Regions from separate parts of the Arachis hypogaea genome. Here region 1 is linked to region 2. The links are chromatin contacts, called in public Hi-C maps. All regions are on one chromosome and are shown on one strand. The core of a region is the stretch at or near the end of the contact, and the rest is flanking DNA. Distances in the headings are between cores, read along the strand shown. Region 1 holds the start of LOC112720514 (kinesin-like protein KIN-4A). Region 2 holds the start of LOC112720513 (SUMO-conjugating enzyme SCE1).

Region 1 (6,127 bases), core at 2,951-5,450, 170 kb before region 2:
GAGACCTAAACCTGTAAATCAAACTATGAATATGTAAGGAAGATATGTTAAGAGAGATGGTCCTTAGAACAAATTTTCAAAAATTGCATAATAGCATAAAAATAAGAAAGCTATGGTAAACATGATTCTCAAAAGAGCAAAATACAAAGACGATTAAGTCTAAAAGCTATCCTATAGGTAACACACAAGGACATAACCACTATGTCAAACCAAAAAATGTTAGCCTAACCTGCAAAAGTCGAGTGAGTTTGCTATCCCGATACGGGACATGCATACCCTCCTTTCGCTTTTTCTCATCTCCCAATGCGCTTATGACATTTCCAAGTGCAAGGAGACCTTTATTGATGTGTATGCCTATTAACCAAAACATTTAGTTAATATCACTAGTGAGTCCTTACCATTGTCATTTTATATTAATGCAGTACTGAGGCTGTCAAAGAACTTTGAAATTTGAAACAAAAATGTCCAAGGTATTCAAGCTTGTCATGTATAACCAACCTTCTTTTAAACGAACACCATCAGAACCAGTTCTTTTAGCTCGCTCAGATCCAGCTAGATCTACCAAATGGAGCTTTGCAGAAAGGTATTCTTCACCCATATCCTCGTCTGAAGAGTCATTGTCGGGAGAAATTGAATGGAGCTTGCGCATCTGTTCTAGTGTGATTGTGAAGATGGCATGTGACCGACTAAATACAAAAAGGGAACCACAATTGTTAGATAACAAAAATTATGGTGGAAAACATAGAAATAAAGCTTTTCTATCACTTCTTGTTTGAGTTTAAAATCAAATGGAAATCACCATAAAAAGCTAAAGTGCAAAGCCTACTTCTACTAGGAAAAAGGATTTAAAAAAACTATCTTCAAAAACATCAGTACCACCCAAACCAAATTATTGATAACTATGGTACCAACAAAATGATACTGTGTTTCATAAAACTTATCAAAATTATTGTGCCCTCCTATCTAGAGAACATGTGATTTTTCAATATAAAGAATGACTACGTGACGTGCTCATCTTCATCATAAAATTGAATGCAATTTTCAAAATTAAACTAATACGAATGTATTAGCTAATATTCCGATGTTGTCAGCATGGAAAAGTACACAGAATGTAAACACATCACCAGACATATACACCAAAAATGTGAAGCTGTTTCAAATTTTCAATGTATTCGAGCATAAAATGACATATTTAACATCTTTTTACAATTGGCATTAGACTGAGAGCACATTATTTACCTGGACTGGTTGTTCATATTTGTACTTCCTGTTGCCCTACTTAAAGAACCCTGCTCCAAGCAAGTAGACATCTCCTGTAGTGTACTCACAGCAACTTCAGTTGATCCTGCCAGTGTTATGACTCCACTTGAGGTTTCACGAATTTGTATCGGTGTTCTCCCAGGAACAGTTGCTTTTCCAGAATTGCCATTAGCAGATTCCAATTTACTGTTAGATATAGAATCTAACAAGTCCCTCACCTCTTCCTTCAAAATCTGTAAAATAAATTGTACAAGTAAGTCCTCAAAACAAACGGCTGCAAGGAAAATCCATTTAACATGGATCATCCATAATTCATAAAATGTTTAGGCGGGTTTATAATCAAATGATTCAAATTTTAATGAACAAATCACTATATATGTTAAATATTTGACAAGAGTGTGCAAATACACACTATCAAAGTTATGGATAATATACCTCAATGTAGGACACATGCAACTGAAATTCTGTCTGATGCTTTAGTGTTTCAATCTTGCTGAACAAGGCATTCATAACCTTAGGAATTAATCCAGCCTGTGTCTGACAATTGTCACTATAGCCAGTTCCCATTGTATATGTTTTCCCAGATCCTGTCTGTGGAGTATATGTGCGTCAGATACAAACGAATAGAATGGTCTTTTCCAACTTCGAGTGTATAACATGCAAGATCGATCTCACCTGGCCATACGCAAGTACAGTAGCATTATATCCTTGGAATAAGCCATCAACTAACGGGGCAATGCATTCTTCGAACATATCAGCCAAAGGAGACCCACCATTTCCGTAAACATGATCAAATGTAAAGAAATGTGACCCAATTTGGACCTGATCATCCAAAAAAAATACACATTAAAAATGTGAAGGTTATCAAGGTCACTGATAGATATTACAGTGAAGTGACACAGTATCAGAATAGAATGATTCCATAGTTTCAACCTTCAAAACAAGCAAATTTTAATCAATTGGCATTTTATTTATCCTAGCATTCATGAAAATGTAATTAAATGCATCTATAAAACTGCAACTCAACTAATATGGTAGTAAATCCATGTCATAGTACCGTACGGAGTTTAAGTCCATCTTAATGTGCAATAATCCATATTAGAGGGAACATGTTTTTTTACTTTAATTTTGACTGATGATGACCTCTCACTTACAGCAATAATCGTTTTACTCCCTGCTCTTAATAATAGAGTAATTTTCTAAACGTGATTAGGGTGTCTAGGCTTCAAATAAAGAAGCGATTATCCTATAAATTTCTTGCGTTGAGTTTACCTGCGATGGTGAAATTCCAACAACGTATTAAGTCATTAAGTAATTGATTAATGAATTGATAAAGTAATTATGTAATATTGAATAAATCTCGGTAATACTTCAGTGTTAACTTATAAGGTGCTAAACTATCATTTTTATCCACAAATAGCATCAACATCACTATCAACACACACAAATACGAACGATTCACAAACACAAACGGACACCAACCCTTCTGCGCCTCCACACACTCTACACCACCAAGACTTATATGTGTGAATTCTAATTTTAATAATTAATGAACACATACGATTATTTTTCACCTTTCCCCTCTTCTCTCACCATCTCGTTTCTGAGGTTGTAGCTGATAGCAGGAGTAGAATGTAGAAGTAATTTGAAAATTTTGGATAATTTTTTAATAAAATTAATTCAACAAAAAATTATCGCTTGAGTGGGAGTAGTTTAGCATTTTGAAAATTTTTGGATAGAAAAAAAATAAATAATAATAATAATAATAATAATAATAATAATAATAATAAAGAAAAAAAGCAACAGGAAAGTATGTTATGACTTATGACATGAACAAACAGTACTTCAGCATAATTTTTGAAACAATTATTTTGATCATTTCTTTTTGACTCTACAAAATGATTTACGCAAAATTACACATTCAACATGGTAAGCAATCAAGAAAGGAATAAACAAATAACATTACATTTTCAAAACCCAAAAAAATATATATATTCTTTTCTAAATGATAATAATTAAGCAACCTCCACACCACCAAAACAAAATTCACGAACGCACCATTAATTAATGAAGTGCATCCACTAAACGACAAAACACATTAATAATAATCACACAAAAAAACAGTTAAAGAAAAAGAAGCATCATGTTGACGAAGGTGAAGAGACGAATTTCGAGGTACCTGAGGCTTCGCAGGCGTAACTGAAACGCATTCTCTGCAACCTTGCTGTCGTTCATCAGCAATGAGCGGACGAATGTGAAGAGCAACTTTCACAGAACAATTCTCCGATGTCTCCATCGAAACAGAAAAAGAAAATTAAAAGAAAAAGAAAATTAGGGAGAGAGATTAGAGGTTAATCGAGGTTCCAGGGGAAGGAAAACGAGTCCCAATGTGTGATCAATTAGGAAGATTAGAACTTAAGATAACGATACAGCTGCAAGAGAGAGAGAGAGAGAGAGGGAAATAGATTTTTAACAGCAGGAGAGAGAGAGAGCATGAGAAAGAGTAGTGGTTGTTGAGTGAAGAAATTGAGAGAGAAGGAAAGAACGAAAAGCGCGGTGGTTTGAAGAGTAGCGGAGCAGAAAACAAAAAGCAACCGCAATCACAACAACCACCACAATTAACACTACATTGAACTGTTTCACACTTTTTCTTCTTCACTACTTCTTGCTTCTTGTATGGCAGTGACTAATAGCTATGCGCTATTGCCTATTCCGATGCTCTCTCTCTCTTTCTCTCTCTCTCTCCTTATTCCTTGTTTATTATTATTATTATTATTATTATTATTATTATTAATTTCTTCTTCTCGTGGCAAGTTCCGAAGCACAAGTGCACTACTATCTTCACTCTGTCGCTCTTTTCTCTCTCCCACCACGCCCTTTTCCCTCCGAATTTATTTTATGTCATTTTATTCCGGTTAATATTCAACGGACAAAATCTCCATTTCCATCAATGTTTTGGTAGGTGTGAATATTATGGCGAATGCTTTATGCTAATGCGTAAAAAAAAAGGATCATAACGTTTTTTAAAACCTAAATTATAAATTTTAAATTATTGTTATAAAATATAATAAATGATTATGTGTTAATAAAAATTTATTTATTTTATGTCTTTTAAAAATACATGTTAAAATTATAAATTAAATTTTTTTATTATATTAAAAATATAAAAAATAAATTTTTAATGTATTTTATTTTGTATTTATGAAAAAAATTTAAATATTTTTATTAATGATAAATTTATTACATTCCTTAAAGGCGCATATTACCTAAATTCAATTAGAAAAGTTGCGTCAATAAAATCAAAGCTGTTTGAATCTAGACGTAGGAAAAGGAAAATCACTTAAAGAAACAAAAATCTCACTTGTAGTTGTAATTAACTAGTAAATAATTAATTAGCATTGATAAATGTGGCAGCATTGACTGGATGCAGACTATTAGCTCTTGTTGGACTTTTTAAGAACATAATAATTATTGAAGAGTGTTAGTGAGTAAATTTTGTGATTTATAATTATTAATTAGTTATTATTAATATTTTTTATGGTGTAAAATTTTATCTAATAATATAAAATTATTTATTTTTTTATTAAGTGTTGATCAAATTTTAATAAAAGTGTTCACCTTTTAAATTTTCTCATAATTATTAGGTGTTTAAGAATTTCGCAATAAATTCTCGACAAATTTTTAAATACTATAAAAGCTATAAAGCATGAATATTTTATTGAATTATTGTATTTACTATTTAATAAATAATGTGCATATTTAATTTGAATTTTTTAATATATTTAAATCATAATTTAAAAAGAATTTACAAAAATAAAATAAAATTTGACTCTAATCTCTTTCTCATTTTTAAACTTTTGGCTTTATAAATAAATTAGCAAAAAAATAACTCGTATAAAATTATTAAATATTAAAAATAAAAAAATCTTATTTTTTAAGATTATATTTATTAGAGATATAATAATTTATATTATTTTTTTATTAGTTTAAATTTTTTTAAAAAAATAGTATCATAAAATAGTATTATATCTCTATGTTTAAAAAGTCTAACGTTCAATGCTTGGTGAATTAAAAAAAAAAGCATAAAATAAATAAAAAATTATGTAAAAAAAATCAAATAAATCCAAAAAAATTCTTACTTAAAGAAACTTATTAAAAATATAATTATTTATGTTGACTCCTCCTATTAACTTAAATTTTTAAAAAAAGTTGTACATACAAAAAAAATATATTAAAATTTTGTATTTAAAATATTTTTTAAATATATATATATATATATCACACAAAAGATAACTAATAATATTTCAATTTTTTAAATTTATAATTTTATATTTCTTTATTTTTTGTATTTCTTTGATGTTGAATACATATTCACTATTAATTAGTTTGAAATTTTTATAATTTTTTTTTATCAATTACAATTTTTTTGTGTTTTGTATTTAGTAATTTGTGTGAGTTTTGAAAGAGTATAAGATATACAATTTTTAAGTTTTAACTAGAATTTTATATTTAGTTCTTGTACTTTATATGTTTAATTTGTCATTAACTTGTGTGTGTGTTTTTTTTTTTTTTTGGTCTAAAAAAAAATTTATGTATTTTGAAATTGTAGATTTGTTGTGTTAGTATCGCAACTACCTTATAAATATAAGTTTAGAAGAACAAGAATAAGAAAAAACAAGCATAATTTTTTCGACAATAACAACAATTATTGATTCTTTTTTCAAAAAAAAGATTATAAAATATATGTGAAACATGTAATTTTGTCGAGATGGAGCTTACAAACTTTGAGAAAGTAAAAAAGCAAGAAGAATGAAAAAATACAATTAAAAAATCATATTCGACAAGAATAACACTTGTGAGCTGGTAA
Region 2 (6,035 bases), core at 3,222-5,721:
TGCGTAGATCGCCAGATCGGCCTCAATGGGTGATTTGGCCGAGAGTTGTGTTGCCTTGGTGATGGTATTGTACGTTTAGCACAACCAGTAATCACCCGTACGCGTGACCGACGCTTACGCGTCACCAGGATTCTTGCTCACCCACCCGTAATCGTGGGCGACGCTTACGCGTCGCTTCGCAGATTCCATTCTTCTCCTTTTCTCTCTCTTGTCTCCTTCTTTCTCTCCCCTTTCTTACTTTCTTTTTGTTCATCTCTTTAACTTCTCATCCTTCTTTTCTTTCATTCTATTTTACTTAATTTATCTGCATACTTTCATTCATTGCATTTTAATTTTGTGCATATTTTTATTTTCTTTTCTAAATTTATTATTTTTTCGTTGGTGTTAAATTTTCTTATTTAACTGTTGCATCTTCTCTTGAATTATCCTGGTACTTCATGACTTGTTTTATTCTGATTGGATAGTATTATTTAAATCAATGCTAATTTTTTTATGATACTTGTACTCCTCTTGCATTGATATGAACTTATACTGTCTTTCATTACCCATACTCTTCTCCTTTGTTGCAAATTTTGCACTATTGATATGCCATTTGCTTCTATTATTTTCTCACTTGCATGTTGTAGCTACCACGTAATTGAGACCCCATTATTTGGCATTAACCCACCCATACTTTGTTTATTTTCTTCTATTTATTCCTGGGTTACTTTTCTTCTTTTTCCTCTTCTTTCAGGATGGCCACCGAGGAAGGGAAACGGAAAACCTTTACATGAACAACAAGTCTGCCACACAATCTTTGGAGAAAAAACATTAGTTGGAGCCACCCCTCCACCTGTACATCTCTGCATGCACCGAGGACGGTGCAATCTTTAAGTGTGGGGAGGTCGATACCGATCTCCATAGGTTAGTTATTTTCTTCTCAACACCAATGTTTTATTTTCTTTGTTTGTTCATTGTTTCATTTGCATGTTTGATTGCATATTTGTTTGATTTTGTGCATATTCTACCACTGCTTGGTTGAAGTAACGAATTTCTTTTTCAAGAAACTTTTTATAGCATTTCACTAATTTGAATTAAAATTTTTATTGAACTTGTTTGAAGAAATATTATACTGGAACATGGTTTAGAGCCCGAACACACAAAACTAGTAAGATTTTGAGCCTACTTGATTGGTTGTATTTTATCAACCAATATTTTATTTTTGGTGTGTGTTGTTCTCTCTAAAATTGTGATCTTTGTCTTGCTTAATTCTATATTTCCATGGTTTGATGTATGCATGCACTTATATGATTGAGGCCTTTGTTTCACTGAGCTTACATACCCATATGGCCTTACCCTTTCATTATCCTTTGTAAACCAATGTTGAGCCTATTATACCCCTTTGTTCTTTACTTTAGCTCATCACTAACTCTAAGCGGAAAACAATAATGTCCTTAATTTGAATTCTTGGTTAGCTTAGACTAGTGAGAGTGCTCATGAATTAAGTGTGGGGAAAATGAATTTGGAAACGTTTGGTTTTGGAAATTAAGTATGTTAAACTTCTTTATGAAAATGTGAAAGAAATGTTTAGGACATGTTCATGCATTCAATAATTTAATCAAAGGTCCAATTGGTTCTTCCTGAGGTTCCTGTGGTTCATTCGCGCCAGCCTCTTCACCTGCAACTCTATCTGACAGTCGTAGGTGACGCTCATACTGCTGTGTATATCACACATAATACACCAGAAGAGGATGAAAGTCGCCAATCTCCTCCCCTAACTGCAGTGTGTCATAATGGCCAGATATCCACATGTTAACCCATTGACTGTTCCTCTCTCTCCAGTCATGGTACTATGCGCCTGTCAACTGCCTAGAATGATCACGATCAAGGTCGAATGCTGGTTCTGGTGGAAGCTGTTGCATCCCGAACTGTCGTCTAACCCGGTCTGTCGGGTGCCACTCTATACACTCAAATGACACTAATAGTTACTTCGTGGATCACATAAATAAATGTACAGCGAGGTCATCCGGAACCATCACTCCCATATATGGCCGCCGTATAAACTACACATAAGTAACCACGAGGCCGATTAGATAAATTATTATTCTAAATAAAAACCTTGGACATAAATGGTTAACACTTACATCGTCGACTCCGATGTCATCGAGTCCTCGCCTAAAATGCGCAGTATGCCTCCATATATATCTTATATATCGGCGCAAATGACTCCACCTAAACAAAAATAGAATGACTACAACAACAACAACAACAACAACAACAACAACAATAATAGTAAAAAAGAATACCGTCGCGCAAGTAGAATACCAACATCACCGAGCTGATCGCGGGGAATAGGCGCTAGGAATGGCATACGCTCCCACGCTCAAACAAAAAGTAGTATGAGTGGCCCATCCATCTCTTTCCTATTGTATAGTGATGCATGACACAACGATCTGTATAGATGTGCCAGACTGGTTGCCCCCAACTGTATGCTGGAATCCAGTGAAAATTTCGAAGTAGAGGAAGAAACTTCGAGTTCAATGAAGTGGTGGACTTATCCGGAAACACAACCGTTCCAAACACACAGAAAATGTGAGCCCGAATGTACCGCTCAATGGACTCGTGCGTGTCACACGGTTCGGTGTCTCTACACCGCCGGACCCATGCAAGATTCACCTTACCCAAGACGTGATCCTGCGGACCTGGCTCTCGACCAAAACAAGCAATGCAGTTCTCCACCAGAAACTGGTGACTGCTATCTGTTCTACCTATGACGGGATCCCCATTAACCGAGAGACCAAGTAGATGTATAACGTCTTCCAGCGTTATCGTGGTGAAACGTGTGAGTTTTCGGCCTCCATCGTTCCACCAATGCATTCAACAGTGCAGAATAACCTCTCATTTCGTCTACTCACAAAACGTGTTGAAACCCAATAAATGCCAATAACGCTGCAACTACCTCGTTAAAGGTATCTAGCAGATCGAATTTCCTTAGCAACAAATTTCTGATAACTTGCAAAATATATATATATATATTAACAATAATAATAATAACCATAATAATAACCATAACAAAGTTTTTAAAAATAATATTCTATTAAAAATCTATTAATAATAACAGCTATTATTATATTAAAAAAAATAATAAAGACAACATAATGATAATTTATTAAACAGTAGTATTATTATTATCTTAAAAAATAATAAAAGATTATTAAATAGTATTATTTATTATTAAAAAATAATAACAATTTATTTGAATAAATTATTAAAACATAATAAAAGTTTATTTATTAAATAGTATTATTTATTATTAGAAAATAATAATTTATTATTATTATCCTAAACAATATTCTATTATATTAATTATGATAACAATATTTTTCGCACACTTAAGCATAATAATAATAATAACAATAATAATATCACTAACAATAATAATAACAATAATAATAGCAAAAATGCATAATAATAATAATAATAATAATAATAATAATAATAATAATAATTAAAACACAAATACATAAAATACAAATGAATATATTTATTTATTTATTGATCATAAAATTAAAAATAAAAAAACTTATTCATTGAGGATGATCCAAATATTCAATGATGTGTTTTTCAGGTTTTACTCCATTTTTTTTATTTTTTTCACTAAAACTCTAACCCTTTACCGTATTCTTCTTCCTCCACACTAACCCTTGCTTTTAGCCCCTAACACAACTCTTGTCAAAATATTTCACTCTTACTTCTTCTTTAAACAGACAAACACTTACCTACATTTGGGATTTTAAAGACCGGATTCATCACCTATGTCAACACGTGTCGCGCATACGAGGATAGAGGCTGCCAATCGCAACCTGGGATTTGCCTTCTCCGCCTGCCAAACGCAAGCTGCGTTTTGGGAACTTTAGGCTGGTCAAAGGCTACTCATATTTGCATGCAGGGGGCCAAGGGACATATTTCGAGACGTGGTTGCCCTTCTCTACCAATCGTAGTCTGCGTTTTTGCAGCAGGTTGCAGATTTTTAGTTTTTATCTCTAGCAAAACATTACCTATGTTTTGCAGGTGATTGAGCAACGCATGTTCACATTTATAGACAACACACTATACACTCATATTTATGATTATCACCATTATTTTATCCATTACTAAATTAATTTCTAAAAATATGAATGGTCCATATTAAATGGACATTTATTTCTTATCACAACAAAAATTAATTTATTATTATTTTTAAGTTCAGAAGATAGTTGAAAGACAAAAAAAAAATTCAGAGTTTCAATTCATTCTCTTAATTATTTTTTTTAGTACTTAAAAATTTCAAAATATATGTTAATTTCTCAAAAAAATTTAAAAAAGAAAAAAATTCAAACTTTCTAATTTTAAAAATTAAAAAAAGAGTTGAACTTCATTTTATTTTTTCTTTCAAAATGGTATTTTGGTCACGTGAAGGCGTTAAGACTACGTCGGCGTGATTCTGACGCAAGGTTGGAATAAATAAGCATTGACTTTGAAGCTTTTCATTTCTCCATTTTTTATTTTTTTGAAAAAATAAAAGGAGACAGAAAAATACGAAACGACAACGTTTTTCCCGCCCCCAGAATCGAAACAAGTTGCCTCACGATTGAATCATGACCGTACGTTTCGTTCCAAAGTATTGCATACAAATACAATCAACAACTTGAAAGGCGTTTGTTTTTGTTCACTTGTCACTTCCCACAAATCCTACAAGCCATACCACTCTCTCGCCCAAAAAACTAAGAGGGGTTTGGGGAAAAGAAGAAAAGCAGAAAGCGCGTTTATAAAGCAAACCAAAGCGCCACTGAGCTAACTCGGTGCGAACGAGTTCGTGACTCAGAAGAAGAAGAAAACATGTCTGGTATTGCTCGTGGACGACTCGCTGAGGAGCGCAAGTCGTGGCGCAAGAATCATCCTCATGTTAGTGTCCAACAACCATTCCTCTTTCCTCTTTTTCTGTTCGAATTATTTTTTCTAGGGTTAATTCTGAACGGTGGTATTTTTTCCTTTTTTGATTGTGATTTAGGGTTTTGTGGCGAAACCGGAGACGCTGCCTGATGGTACGGTGAATTTGATGGTGTGGCATTGCACTATTCCTGGGAAGTCTGGGGTGAGTTTCTCTTTTTCTTACTTAAATTAGTTGGTTCCTTTGGTGTTTTGTGATTACCAACTTGAATTCCCTACTTCTGCGATTTAACTTGATGGTTTTGCTTCTGATCATGTGTTGGTCGATTTTGAATTGGCACTTGTCAATGTTGGAGTTGCGTGAAATTTGATTCATGCTTATTATGGGCTTGTGATTTTAGGTTTTCCTTCTGGGCTGAAACTGAGTATTATAAATTGTATTTTTCAAAATTTTCTTTTATAAAAGAAAAATTATTGCTAAAGATGTCGTGTGAATAGAGGGAATTTCATCTATGTTTTTATTTTCTTATTATTGTTGTTATTTTTATGTGAATAACTTGAATTCAGTAGTGTGAACATCCAAATTATTAGGAGCAAGCCTTTTATTCTTATTTTAGTGTGTATGTATTTTTGTCAATTAAGAGAAAAGGTGTGTGCTTAGTAATTTTGGGTGTGTATTTAGCATTGGCGATTTGTATTTTGTAAAACAGCAATGCCAAATCTAATTCCATTAAATAGGTCGGTTGGAGCTCAGGGATTTCAACTGCCATAAAGGAAACTAATGGGAAAAGTCACTCACCTTGTTAGGAAAGGAAAACAGTGAATTTAACCAGTTTACTTTTTAATTTTTTATGCATTTTCAGTCTTTTGAGTTTTACATTGTGTGTAGGCACATCAGTCAAAATAACTAACTTTTTAAACCCACTACTTAAAAAATCATCTGAACACATGAATCTTATTTGGATGATCGTGTAAAATTTTTTATACTTTCAGTGCATCAAAATTAAACCCTATTTAACTGTTTTGGTTAATATGGAATTTTAAGTAATCCAGCATGTCACTATCGGTAAAAATAAAAGATTGATTCTTTTAGGCAGTCGGAAAGATTGGCAACTATTAATTTTTAA

The links. Hi-C and Micro-C count contacts between places; a contact is called where the count stands out from the background.
Region 1: a contact with region 2 is called in a Hi-C map of leaf, with 6 times the contacts expected there. The contact joins the promoter of LOC112720514 here to the promoter of LOC112720513 in region 2. A contact is called at or near these places in 4 of 8 Hi-C or Micro-C datasets (leaf and an unstated tissue).

Annotation. Positions count from the first base shown.
Region 1 is chr11:20,780,112-20,786,238 of arahy.Tifrunner.gnm2.J5K5, reverse strand. LOC112720514 (kinesin-like protein KIN-4A) reads right to left here and starts at 4,200. Exons shown (of 26, transcript XR_003162204.3): 1 at 3,440-4,200; 2 at 1,936-2,082; 3 at 1,696-1,851; 4 at 1,240-1,493; 5 at 499-686; 6 at 230-354.
Region 2 is chr11:20,607,895-20,613,929 of arahy.Tifrunner.gnm2.J5K5, reverse strand. LOC112720513 (SUMO-conjugating enzyme SCE1) reads left to right here and starts at 4,471. Exons shown (of 6, transcript XR_003162203.3): 1 at 4,471-4,923; 2 at 5,030-5,113.